Linked DNA regions of Sus scrofa: regions 2 and 3 are each linked to region 1. Evidence: chromatin contacts called from public promoter capture Hi-C data. All regions are on one chromosome and are shown on one strand. Each heading gives the region's core, a stretch centred on a gene start, on an enhancer-like site or on the middle of the called end of the contact. The rest is flanking DNA. Distances are from core to core; before and after follow the strand shown.

Region 1 (3,614 bases), core at 601-3,100:
GTCCTGAAACAGTTTCTTCTTTTAGCTTCTGGGGCACCCTGGTGTTAACTTAGTTATGGGAATGAATAAACTATGAATAAGATGAATAAATAAAATAAAAAATAATATGGGAATTCCCGTCATGGCACCGCGGAAACCAATCTGACTAGGAACAATGAGGTTGCAGTTTCAATCCCTAGCCTTGCTCAGTGAGTTAATGATCCGGCCTTGCCATGAGCTGTGGTGTAAGTGACAGACATGGCTCGGATCTGGCATTGCTGTGGCTGTGGAGTAGGCCAATGGCTACAGCTCCAATTGGACCTCTAGCCTGGGAAACTCCATATGCTGTGGGTGCGGCACTAAAAAGACAAAAATTATAATAATATTAATTTTGAAAATGAAAGTAAAAATATAAATAAAATGAATAAAAGGAAAATAATTAATGAAATATGGGGTGCCTCAGGGGAAAGCTATCAAGGCTCTCAACTCTACAGGAGGACTCACACCTCAGGGCAGTGGTTAGACTAAAAATTCCACTAGATTAAGTTTGGGGAACTGAATTCCTTCCTAGAGACGGTTTTGTGGACTCTGTGTCAAGCCAACTGATGACTCGATGATATAGGGGTGGGTGGAAGCCACCAAAATGATACAGAGAACTATTTATTCATTTATCTTACTGGAAAATGGGTGTAGTACAGACTGGATCACACTGTAGGAACCTGTTGACAATACTGGGCATTTCCTCCCTTGGGGTATGATTAGAAGTAAGGGAAGTGGAAATCAAGTCATCAAGTCTCCCTCATATTCACTAACAGCTAAAGCTTCCAACTCATATGCATTCTATTCAACAAGGTGGAATGAATTTTCCATTGTTAAAATGATGCTACTTTTAACTTTTAGTATCATTCTTATAAAGCACCATTTGGTACTTGAGTATATATTGTCTGTTGGCTATTTTGATTCTTTTTTACTCCTAAGTAATATGTCCCTTGTTAGACTGCAAATGTCTTGAGGTCAAGGGTCTTTTTCAGCCTAATTTTCTTGTCTTCTACATTGCTTAGCATAGGGCTAATACTTGAAAGATGCTAAAAACAAAATAAAACCAAAAAAAAAATTAAAAAATAAAACCAAAATGCTGTTGCTCAATTTAGCAAGAATTTTAACTTTCCAAATTTCAGTGGATTTTGAATGACTCCTGAATGTAATGTATTATTCTAAGTGCAGAGTGTAACTCAGAAAATATTCAAGCTATTTGAATATCAGAAAAATTCAAGCATTCTCTGAGCTCAAAGAGACTCAGGAACACCTCAATACATAAGGAGGATTTAGAACAAAGCTGAAATGGCCAGACAATCCCTTGTGTATACTTTACCAACCTAAATATAAAAGCCAGAATCCCAAGCAATGTTCAGAGTTAATTTGGGTTTTCTTTCCAATAAGTCCTATAAATCCTTGAAGGTCATCTCCTTTGGCCAAACAGCCCCAGCATCCTTGCCTGTGGATAGCAGCTGGGTCTTTTGGGACCTTGGATGGGACCTTTTTCCAGTCAGGCAAATAATCTGAAAAGGAAAAAAAATAAATCACATGTAGTCCAGGGCATTTTTCTCCTTGTATGGTTTGTCCACTAACTTGAGAGATATTTAAAGGCTCTGAACATCTTGCTTTCATTGATTCTTTTTGGAGTCATATTATTTTCAGAGAAGTTTCCACTTTTCTCAGTTATCCCACCTAATTGGGGCACCTGGCCAGAAAATCATTTTCCCTTTAAAAAAAAAAAAATGCTAGAATTTGAACGCAGGCTTTGAATTCGAAACAGATTTACCAGAGCGTAATCCCAGAGCATTACAATTTGTGGCTAAAGTTGACTGAAAGAGGGTCCATAAGTTAACCCACAAAGAAGAGAGGGCCTAAAGACGTTTTCATTTCCTTTCAGATAAAAGATGATTAATTACCTGAAATCTTCAAGTCTCCAGAACTCACGGTGGAACTTTGCGCTGGGGGCTGCAGCTTCTACGATTTCAGGCAAGACTGGCCCGGGCACTCCAGTCACTCATAAGGCGGAAGGGAAAGAAGTACCTGAACAGGGTATGAGCCTCTCAGTCGCAGCCTAGGGCCGCCACTCACCTTGGGGAGGAGGAGCTGGCGTCCAGAGCCACCCCGGCGGGGAGGAAAAGCAGCCCTGGGCTGCCAGGTGAGGTAAGGAACGCCCCGCCAGCTCACCTCCGTAGAGGCGGGGCGCGGTTCCCGATCACTCATAGGGGCGGAGCCGTCTGAGCACCTGCGCCAAGGCGGAACTGAGGGGTCTGGTCACTGCACGGAGGACCTAGCACCAAGCCTCACCTGTGCGGGGGCCGGAGGCGGGGCCAGAACTCACCTGAGCAGGCGGCGACTTGCCCCGGGGGTAACCCCGGGCTGGCCTAGCGCGGAGGGGGAGAAGCCCCCGGGCGGCTCCATCCGTACGTCCCCATCCGTACGCCCCCGCGTCGGTCCGCGCGGCAGCCATGACCTGGAGCGCCACGGCTCGGGGCGCGCACCAGCCGGACAACACCGCGTTCACGCAGCAGCGCCTCCCCGCCTGGCAGCCGCTGCTGTCAGCCAGCATCGCGTTGCCGCTCTTCTTCTGCGCGGGCCTGGCCTTCATCGGCCTGGGCCTGGGCCTCTACTACTCTTCCAATGGCATCAAGGAGCTCGAGTACGACTATACCGGCGACTCGGGCCTCAGCAACTGCTCGGTGTGCGCCGCAGCCGGGCAGGGCCGCGCGCCGCCGCCCCGCTGCTCATGCGCCTGGTACTTCTCTCTGCCCGAGCTCTTCCAGGGCCCCGTGTACCTCTACTACGAGCTGACCAACTTCTACCAGAACAACCGGCGCTACGGTGTGTCCCGCGACGACGCGCAGCTGAGTGGGCTGCCGAGCGCCCTGCGGCACCCGGTCAACGAGTGCGCCCCCTACCAACTCAGCGCGGCCGGCCTGCCCATCGCGCCCTGCGGCGCCATCGCCAACAGCCTCTTCAACGACTCCTTCTCGCTGTGGTACCAGCGCCAGCCCGGCGGGCCCTACGTCGAGGTGCCGCTCGACCGCACCGGCATCGCCTGGTGGACCGACTACCACGTCAAGTTCCGCAACCCGCCGCTGGTGAACGGCAGTCTGGCGCTAGCCTTCCGGGGCACCGCGCCCCCGCCCAACTGGCACCGGCCGGTCTACGAGCTCAGCCCCGACCCCAACAACACCGGCTTCATCAACCAGGACTTCGTGGTGTGGATGCGCACTGCCGCTCTGCCCACGTTCCGCAAGCTGTACGCACGCATCCGCCAGGGCAACTACTCCGCCGGGCTGCCGCGGGGCGCCTACCGCGTCAACATCACCTACAACTACCCGGTGCGCGCCTTCGGCGGCCACAAGCTCATCATCTTCAGCAGCATCTCCTGGATGGGAGGCAAGAACCCCTTCCTGGGCATCGCCTACCTGGTGGTTGGCTCCCTCTGCATCCTCACGGGCTTTGTCATGCTGGTCGTCTACATTCGCTACCAGGACCAGAACGACGAGGACGAGGAGGACGAGTAACTCCTGCTTTCAAAGTACCCTTTCTGAAAGCTTCTTGCTTCAGCTCTCTTGCAAGCTTCTTTTGGGTTTCTG
Region 2 (3,636 bases), core at 1,110-3,609, 550 kb after region 1:
AGGACAGTTGACTTGATTCATGCCCAAACATCTGTGCACTGGGCGCTCTTCGTCCCCTGATCATTTTCTTCATCACCGACAACCATTTGTTGGAAGTTGTTCACATTTAGTGACTTCTAAATGCGTGCTTGTTGATAGGTATTTAAAAATAACTGCTTGAACAAAAATTTTAAAGTAATTTTTGTGTTGCACATAAGCTCTGCTGATCTGGCTTTCTAAAATCTGGAAGAGGTAAGGACCCAGCTCCCCTTTAGCTCCCCTTCTCAAGTCTCTGCTGCCTCCTCATTTCCCCAGGGCCCTTGGGGATGAGTGAGAGGGCAGAGATCCTCCATTTGGGTCAATGACTGATTGCTCAATGGCCCTTTCCTACTCCTAGTTCTCCTCCCTCCATCTCACACTTTTTTTAACTTTTTTTTTTTTTTTTTTTTAACCATATGGTGTTGTCCTCTATTTCTTAGGGAGAACACCGAAAACAATAACTCCTCCTCCAACAAGCAGAATCAACTCTCTCCTCTGGAAGGGGGAAAGCCGCTCATGTCCAGCTCAGAAGAAGAATTCTCACCTCCCCAAAGTCCAGACCAGAACTCGGTCCTTCTGCTGCAGGGCAATATGGGCCACGCCAGGAGCTCAAACTATTCCCTCCCGGGTTTAACGGCCTCGCAGCCCACCCACGGCCTGCAAGCCCACCAGCATCAGCTCCAGGACTCCCTGCTGGGCCCCCTCACCTCCAGTCTGGTGGACTTAGGGTCCTAAGAGGGGAGGGAATGGGGCCTCAAGCAGCGACTAGGGACACTTGTAAATAGAAATCAGGAACATTTTTTTGCAGCTTGTTTCTGGGGTTCTTTGCGCATAAAGGAATGGTGAACTTTCATAAATATCTTTTAAAAACTCAAAACCAACCACAGTCTCAAGCTTAGTGCCCTCTTCTCTCCAACTCTTTCCACTTTTGCATCTCCCCTCCCAGATCAGGGAAAAGGAAGAAGAAGAAGAAGACGAAGAAGAAGAAACCCAAACAAACAAAAACATCCAGTCACCCAGTCTTGGTTCTGGGCAATCCAGATTGCTGCTTCAGTAGTCTCTCTTTCTCTCTGTCCCTCTCTTTTTTGTTCAATGAACAGGGCTTACAAATCAACTGGATTTTAATTATTTCCTTTTAATTTATTTATGGTAAAATGTTTTGAGAAGAGGAAAAGGAAATGAAAATGAGAGAGAAGAGAGAGAGAAAGTCAAAATAGTGAAAAGAGCCTCCATCCTGGGAGGAACTTGTTGTGTTCTTAAGGTGAATAGGAAAAATATGATCTTACAATTTTTTTTGATGGGGAAAATTAAGTTTACATTTTTCATATTTAGTGTTAAACAATTTTATGTAGATTAAAATGAAAGAACAGTATTGGGGGAAAAAACAAGTGCCTAAATGTCTTAATGCTCTCTACATAAGGCAGTTAGAAATAGAAGTGACCATTAGTAATACAACTATTTTTGTCAAATTTAGTTGGGGGGGTGGTTGTTGTTTGTTTCCTTGGGTTTTTTTCTATGGCAAACTTTTAAAATGTACCAATGTGAAAAAACACTTTCCTGAATGCCATTACTTCTCATGCCCTCAAAGCTTTCATATTTGTAGCCTACTCCTGTTAAAGGTTTCTCCTGTTCCTAGTTTCTAGCTTGCAAAAATACGTAACAAATCTGGCAACCTGGTATTTGTTACTAAACAGCATGTGTTTTCAGGTTTCTTTTCTATTGTACCTAAACCAGTCTAAATTAAAACTTAGTAGAACACCAGAAGTACTGATTCTGTTTCTGGAAGGTGAGTTGTGTATTGCTGTCACTGGGCCCTTAAAAAAAAAAAAAAAAAAAAGAATAGTTTTTTTTTTTTTGCTTCCTTACTTAATGGTGGTTATGAATTTCAGGGTATGTTGAAGGCCATCTCCTGAACCAGGAGTGGTGACTGAGTTAATTATATGACCGAAGAAGAGTGAATTTAACTTTGGGGTATTTATTTTTTTATTATTTAGATATGCAATTTTGTTTACCACTAGCTCTTCTACACAGAATTCGTATATAGCTCTGTATTATTAACAAGTTCATGACAAGACTGTGAAAGTAAAATAATTTATCTGCTTGGGGGGGAAATGGAACTTTTAGAAGGATAGCAACATTGTGAATTAGTCTGTACCAATAGAAAGCAGACCAGCAGGACAGGAGCTCTTTGCAGTGCTGCCGAATAGTGTCCAGAAAAATCCCAGTAATCATATAGGCTCCATATTATTTTTGCCTGGGGCAAAAATGATGTATCTTTGTATTTAGCTTTTAAAATTAGTGAAACTAATGGCATTATTTATTAAAATTCTACTCAGGATAATGGGATTGGCTTGCTTGTGTTTGTAAAATATTATTCCCCAGAAAAAGTCTATTTATTTTCTAACACAACCGTTTCATAATTTTAATTTTTCTCACCTGTGTCACCATTAATACATTCATGTTTTTCTTACCCTTTCTTATCTTTCCTGTCCTGATCTAGAATGGGGGGTGGTGGTGGTGGTAGATTAAGGCCTTCTTATTATGAGGTGTTCCCCCTTTTTTATGTCAAATGGCTTTGACTGAGTTCAAAGGAGAAAGGTTCACCGTACTTAACTGTAGTCACTTTTACTTATAAAGTCATTTTTTTCCCTCAGTGATGGACAGATGTTCACAGGCCACTCAGAGACCATGATTTGGATTGGGAGCTCAGGGTCCCAATCTCCCTTGTTAGTGTTTTGGATCATTAAGCTGCTGTTTATTTAAGTCACTAGGGTGTTTATTCTCCACGTCTTGGGCCACAGAGAAATGCCACCCTCTGCAGGAGGGGCTCTCACAGGGGATCTCCTCACATTCTTCACATTCACTCCCCAAAACAAACACCCTGCTCAAAGATAGCTTTCAATGACCCTGACGGGCTTCAAAGGACACCGCGGAAATCTCCCTGGAAAATAGGAAGGGCCAATTACTTTAATTTCTTACATGCCCTCTCTTCCTACTCTGATGACTACCCCCCACTCTTCCAGCTCTGTTTAGTATAATTTTAGACTCCTGGAAGTTCTGTCTCCTTTGGCGCCCCAGCCCACTTCCTGCTCCCTTGGTTGGTGAATCTTGGAAAAGTCTGCAGATCTGGCAAGGAGCAGAGCAGGCTGGTCCTGTAAAAGCCCCTGTGATTACTGCTTGTAAACTCATTAAAAGGACAATTTTCTGTCACAGTCATAAACTTTTGTAAAATCCCTGGCATTTGATCCAGAGTGTGCATATTCCAGATGTGTTTAATAAGAAATTGCACAATATGCCTTCCTCACCATCCTTTCTGTCTGGCAAAACCAGGGACAAGCAGGAGGAGGCGAGAAAGCTGGATATCGCTTTGAGTTTTCTTGGCAATCATTTTAGAACGATCATTAGCGGGAACTAACCATGTTTTTTGTGTTTTTTTTTTTTTTTTTTCCTCGAGGAAATCTTCAAGGACCAGCTGTTAAGGGACCTTCTATTTACCTTCTCAGCGTCGCAGTTAACTGAACCAAAAGCCACTTTTCGATTTCTCTTTTACAGGTTTCATAACAAGAGCCAAAAATAATGAAAAAACGGCTTATAAATAGTTTGTAGGGTAAAACCTTA
Region 3 (3,508 bases), core at 206-2,705, 870 kb before region 1:
GTGTATCTCTAGGACAGCTTTAGAAAATCTGGTGAGAATTCCCCTTCGCACAGCGAGCATTTCTCACAGCCTCAGGCTCATGAATGGTTACCTGAGATTTTGCAACAAGGAGAGACGCAAATAAAGAGTCAGAACTGCACTGACTTGAACTGGTTATAATGTCAGGAGAAAGCATGCAGTAAAAGGACACTAAGATGTCTGAGGTGGGGTTGATCTGAACCAGTTAGATAAACAAATAAACCCTCAAACATACATAATTCTATGTTTCCAGATTTAATTGTAAACAGGAGCAATCTTAACTATCCTAAGAAAGACGGAAATATTTGAATAACATATCTCATTAACTATTTACTGGGAGATTTTGAGGGAGACATTATCAGCGGGTTGGTTTTTTTTAAAAATCAGAGTCAGATATACTTTGTTTTCAAATGCCAGATCTTGTATAATTTCAAGAAATATTCTCTCTAAAGTAACAATCCAGTAGTTAAAACAGCCTAACTCGATCATTCACTGGAATACACACTATTCCTCACAGGATTCGAAAGAGCAAAATGATACTTTTTCTTTGAAGATAGTTTTCCTTTAAAGGGCCATATTTAACTGCACCTTTTTCTACATGGATGTATGCTTACAGATCTCATCATCTTCTATATTTAGAGAGATGAGCTTTCCAAAGGAAGATAGGCAGCCAATGAGGAGGATCCCATCAAAAGAGAGGTGAGTTACTATGGTTACTTTTCAGGAGATTGAGTAACAGTGAACTGCCTGCTCTCGGCCAAATGGACCCTTTCCAGGGCAGGACCTAAAAAGATTGTTGCTCTCCATACGTGTTGATTCAATTAGAGACTACACTATGTCATTTTCGCTGTAACCACAGGCTTTCTGTGGGAGCTCACTGCTCCCAGCCTTCCTAGCTGCACGTAGGCAGCAAAGTCAAAGGGGAAACGAGGAGGACGGAAAACTTCCAAACACAAATCGAACAGTAAAGGGCAGGGGAATCCACAAGAATAATCCCGAGATTAAAAAAAAAAAGCAAATCAGGTTATTGGAGACCACCAGCTAGCCACTTTTCAATGGCTAGGGGCGGGGTGGGTGAGATCCCAGAAAACATCCTTATTCACACCCTCTGGGAAAGAGTCTTTCCTGAGCTTCAGAGGAAGGCACCTGGTTGAATGAGTCCAGACATACCTTGCGAGCTGGGTCCACTCGCCAGGAGACCGGCACATACACCTGTTTCGTAAACGCGCGGGGTTCGGTGCTCCCTCCCGCTTTTGCGGCGCTGTCACTCTCCAGACAGGCGCTGACAGCGACAGCGACGGCAGTGGCGGCGCGACAGTGGAAGCAGCGGCAACTGCAGCTCGGGGGCAGCCCTGGCTCCCGCAGGTCCGTCCCTCCAGTCTGTGAAGCGCCTCTCGCTCCGGGTTTGGAACGCTAGGCGGGCGCGCAGCTGTTCTCGGCTCGCATTGGACCAGAGGGAGCAGATGTTACCCGGTTGCTAGGCGCGTTGCTAGGAGGCGATGACGCCCCTCCACAGCTCGAGAGCAACTTTCCTGTAGGTCGGATGCTCCGGTGGGGGCTGCTGGGAGGAAGGTTTGAGAGCAGGAACCAGGAAGGCGGTGAACAAAGAGCCCCAAATAGGGGTCCTGTACTGGCCTTAGTCGGGTGCTGGAGAGCGGGCTGGGGAGCTGCTAGTGGGTGAGCGCTGCAGCTCTGAGAGCAGGGCTTCTGACTCTGCTCAGAGGGCCTGGGCAAGTGTTGTGGCCGTGCCTCAGCCGCCGCGGGGTTACTCGCTGTAGGCCCTATCTGAATGTCCCATGGAAGGATCGGGTTTGAGGACCGGAGTGGGTTGGCACTTCCAGCAGGACTAGGTCAGTGCCTTTAGACCCTTTGGGATGCCTTTTGCCTTGGGGAAGGTCCCCAGCAAGGGGAGAGATGGAGTGTGCGTGTGAAATGGGGTGAGGCATGTGGGATGAAGAGTAAAGGATCGTTCGTCCTCTGGGACTTCTCTCCCCAATGTGTTGCTGTTTGTGTCTGCATGTTTGAGCAATCAACAGATTTTGAAGCGGGAAAAAATAAGTAATACATGAAAATCGGACCAGAGTCTAATTCCTTTTGGCACTCTCGGTGGCTGCCTCCTGGTATGGTGCCAGAAGTTTGAGGAAAAATATTTTATACAGTTAGAAAGACTTCGTTTTGATCCAATGGCTAATTAAAACATCAGGGTAATATGCAAACTTCTTTAAAGTAAAAATATACAAAAGAGAAGGTACTTTTCAAAAAGGAGACTGGAGAAGGTATACATGTTGCAGCCATTTACACTTTAGTATAAATTCACCTAAAAGATTGCATTGTCTCTGTATTGTGTCACTCAGGCTACATTTTCATTTTTTATCATTGCTGCTTCTTGTTCAGCAACCATGAGGTTGCTGTTCTTGGGTAGAGGGAGATGTTGAGGATGTCAAAGTGGGTAAATTTAAGTAGTCAGCAATCCAAATTAAAGAAGGGAAAATAAGCACAGCAGAGAAATTATGCTCACTGTTATTCTCAGAGAGGAATCTCATTGAAGAAGGAGATATACCACTTTCTTGGTTCCCTAAAGGGTCAGGCCAGGGCCTGGAAGGAAGAGAGCACCACTGGGAATCAATTAAAAAGAAAAGTTGCTGTTTTTGGAGACAGGGCAGAGCTTCTGTGCGGTGTAGTCTTAACTTCTGCAATTGCAGACATTCTGCAAGGTTGAAGGGGCTACACAAAATGGCCCTACAAATCTCAGGGGGCCCTGTTCCCTCAGGCACCCAGTACCAACTTAACACCTATGACAAAAAGTGATGTTAACAGTCTGTTAGCCCTAAGATTTAAAAGCTGATAACCTTGTGTTAATAATAAACTCAATTTTAGACAGCCTTTTATAATGTAGACATGTATCAAATCATCATGTTGTATGCTTTAAATAACCTACAGTTTTGTCAGTTATACCTCAGCAAAGCTGGAAGGAAAAAGCTGATAAGTTAAAATCTGGAAGAAGTACTAAGTGGGTTGTAGATCTGATGACCACATTTCAGCTGTCAGGTATGAAAGGTGTCTTTGAGACTGGCACACATCAAATCTGGGCGATGGCCACAGTCAGAATTACATCACTGCTACTTCTTTCTTTTTCACTGTCAGGGAAGAAAGGGGCTGATACCTCAGTCAGCCTTGCCTTCCTGACTAGCTCAGGTTCAGGAGGCTCTCCCCTTTGCTATTCAAGGTCCACTCTTTTCATTTCCTCAAATGGGGAAGGTTCTCATTTGTCTTGGGTATTTTGTACATGCTGCGTCTCCTTCCTTAACCCACCTGCCTTTCACCTGGCTTACTCCTACTCAGCCTTCAAGCCTCAGCTTAAATACTGCTTCCTCAGAGTGGCTTTCCCTTAAAGCCTCCCACCAACGAGATTAGCCTCCTACTCATATTCCCAAATCATCCTACTGGTTCCATTTCACAATAGTCATCACACCAGGTTTTCAGCTAGATC

Evidence for each region. Promoter capture Hi-C pulls out the DNA fragments that hold promoters and counts their contacts.
Region 2: a contact with region 1 is called in a promoter capture Hi-C map of fetal skeletal muscle, with 10 times the contacts expected there. The contact joins the promoter of LOC110255392 here to the promoter of TMEM30B in region 1. A contact is called at or near these places in 2 of 5 promoter capture datasets (fetal liver and fetal skeletal muscle), 3 of 47 Hi-C or Micro-C datasets (adipocytes, mesenchymal stem cells and subcutaneous adipose tissue) and 1 of 2 datasets of contacts at active chromatin or transcription factors (skeletal muscle).
Region 3: a promoter capture Hi-C map of liver shows a contact between it and region 1, with 7 times the contacts expected there. The contact joins the enhancer-like site here to the promoter of TMEM30B in region 1. A contact is called at or near these places in 1 of 5 promoter capture datasets (liver), 6 of 47 Hi-C or Micro-C datasets (embryonic fibroblasts, fibroblasts, liver and 1 more) and 1 of 2 datasets of contacts at active chromatin or transcription factors (skeletal muscle).

Annotation. Positions count from the first base shown.
Region 1 is chr1:190,169,962-190,173,575 of Sscrofa11.1, reverse strand. TMEM30B (cell cycle control protein 50B) reads left to right here and starts at 1,850. Exons shown (of 2, transcript XM_021062472.1): 1 at 1,850-3,614. The coding sequence starts at 2,481. The coding sequence ends at 3,542.
Region 2 is chr1:189,618,573-189,622,208 of Sscrofa11.1, reverse strand. LOC110255392 reads left to right here and starts at 2,359. Exons shown (of 2, transcript XM_021062434.1): 1 at 2,359-3,636. SIX1 (SIX homeobox 1) reads left to right here. Exons shown (of 2, transcript NM_001199718.1): 2 at 459-1,779. The coding sequence ends at 753.
Region 3 is chr1:191,041,453-191,044,960 of Sscrofa11.1, reverse strand. SYT16 (synaptotagmin-16) reads right to left here. Exons shown (of 10, transcript XM_021062549.1): 7 at 1,189-3,508; 8 at 1-91. Among named protein-coding and RNA genes, the nearest start is that of ISG20, 150 kb to the left of the region's middle. Within about 2 kb of position 1,455, at least 17 of the 83 cell types and tissues checked have an H3K27ac peak or open chromatin away from gene starts, as enhancers often do. A contact at or near this core is called in liver, where this site is marked.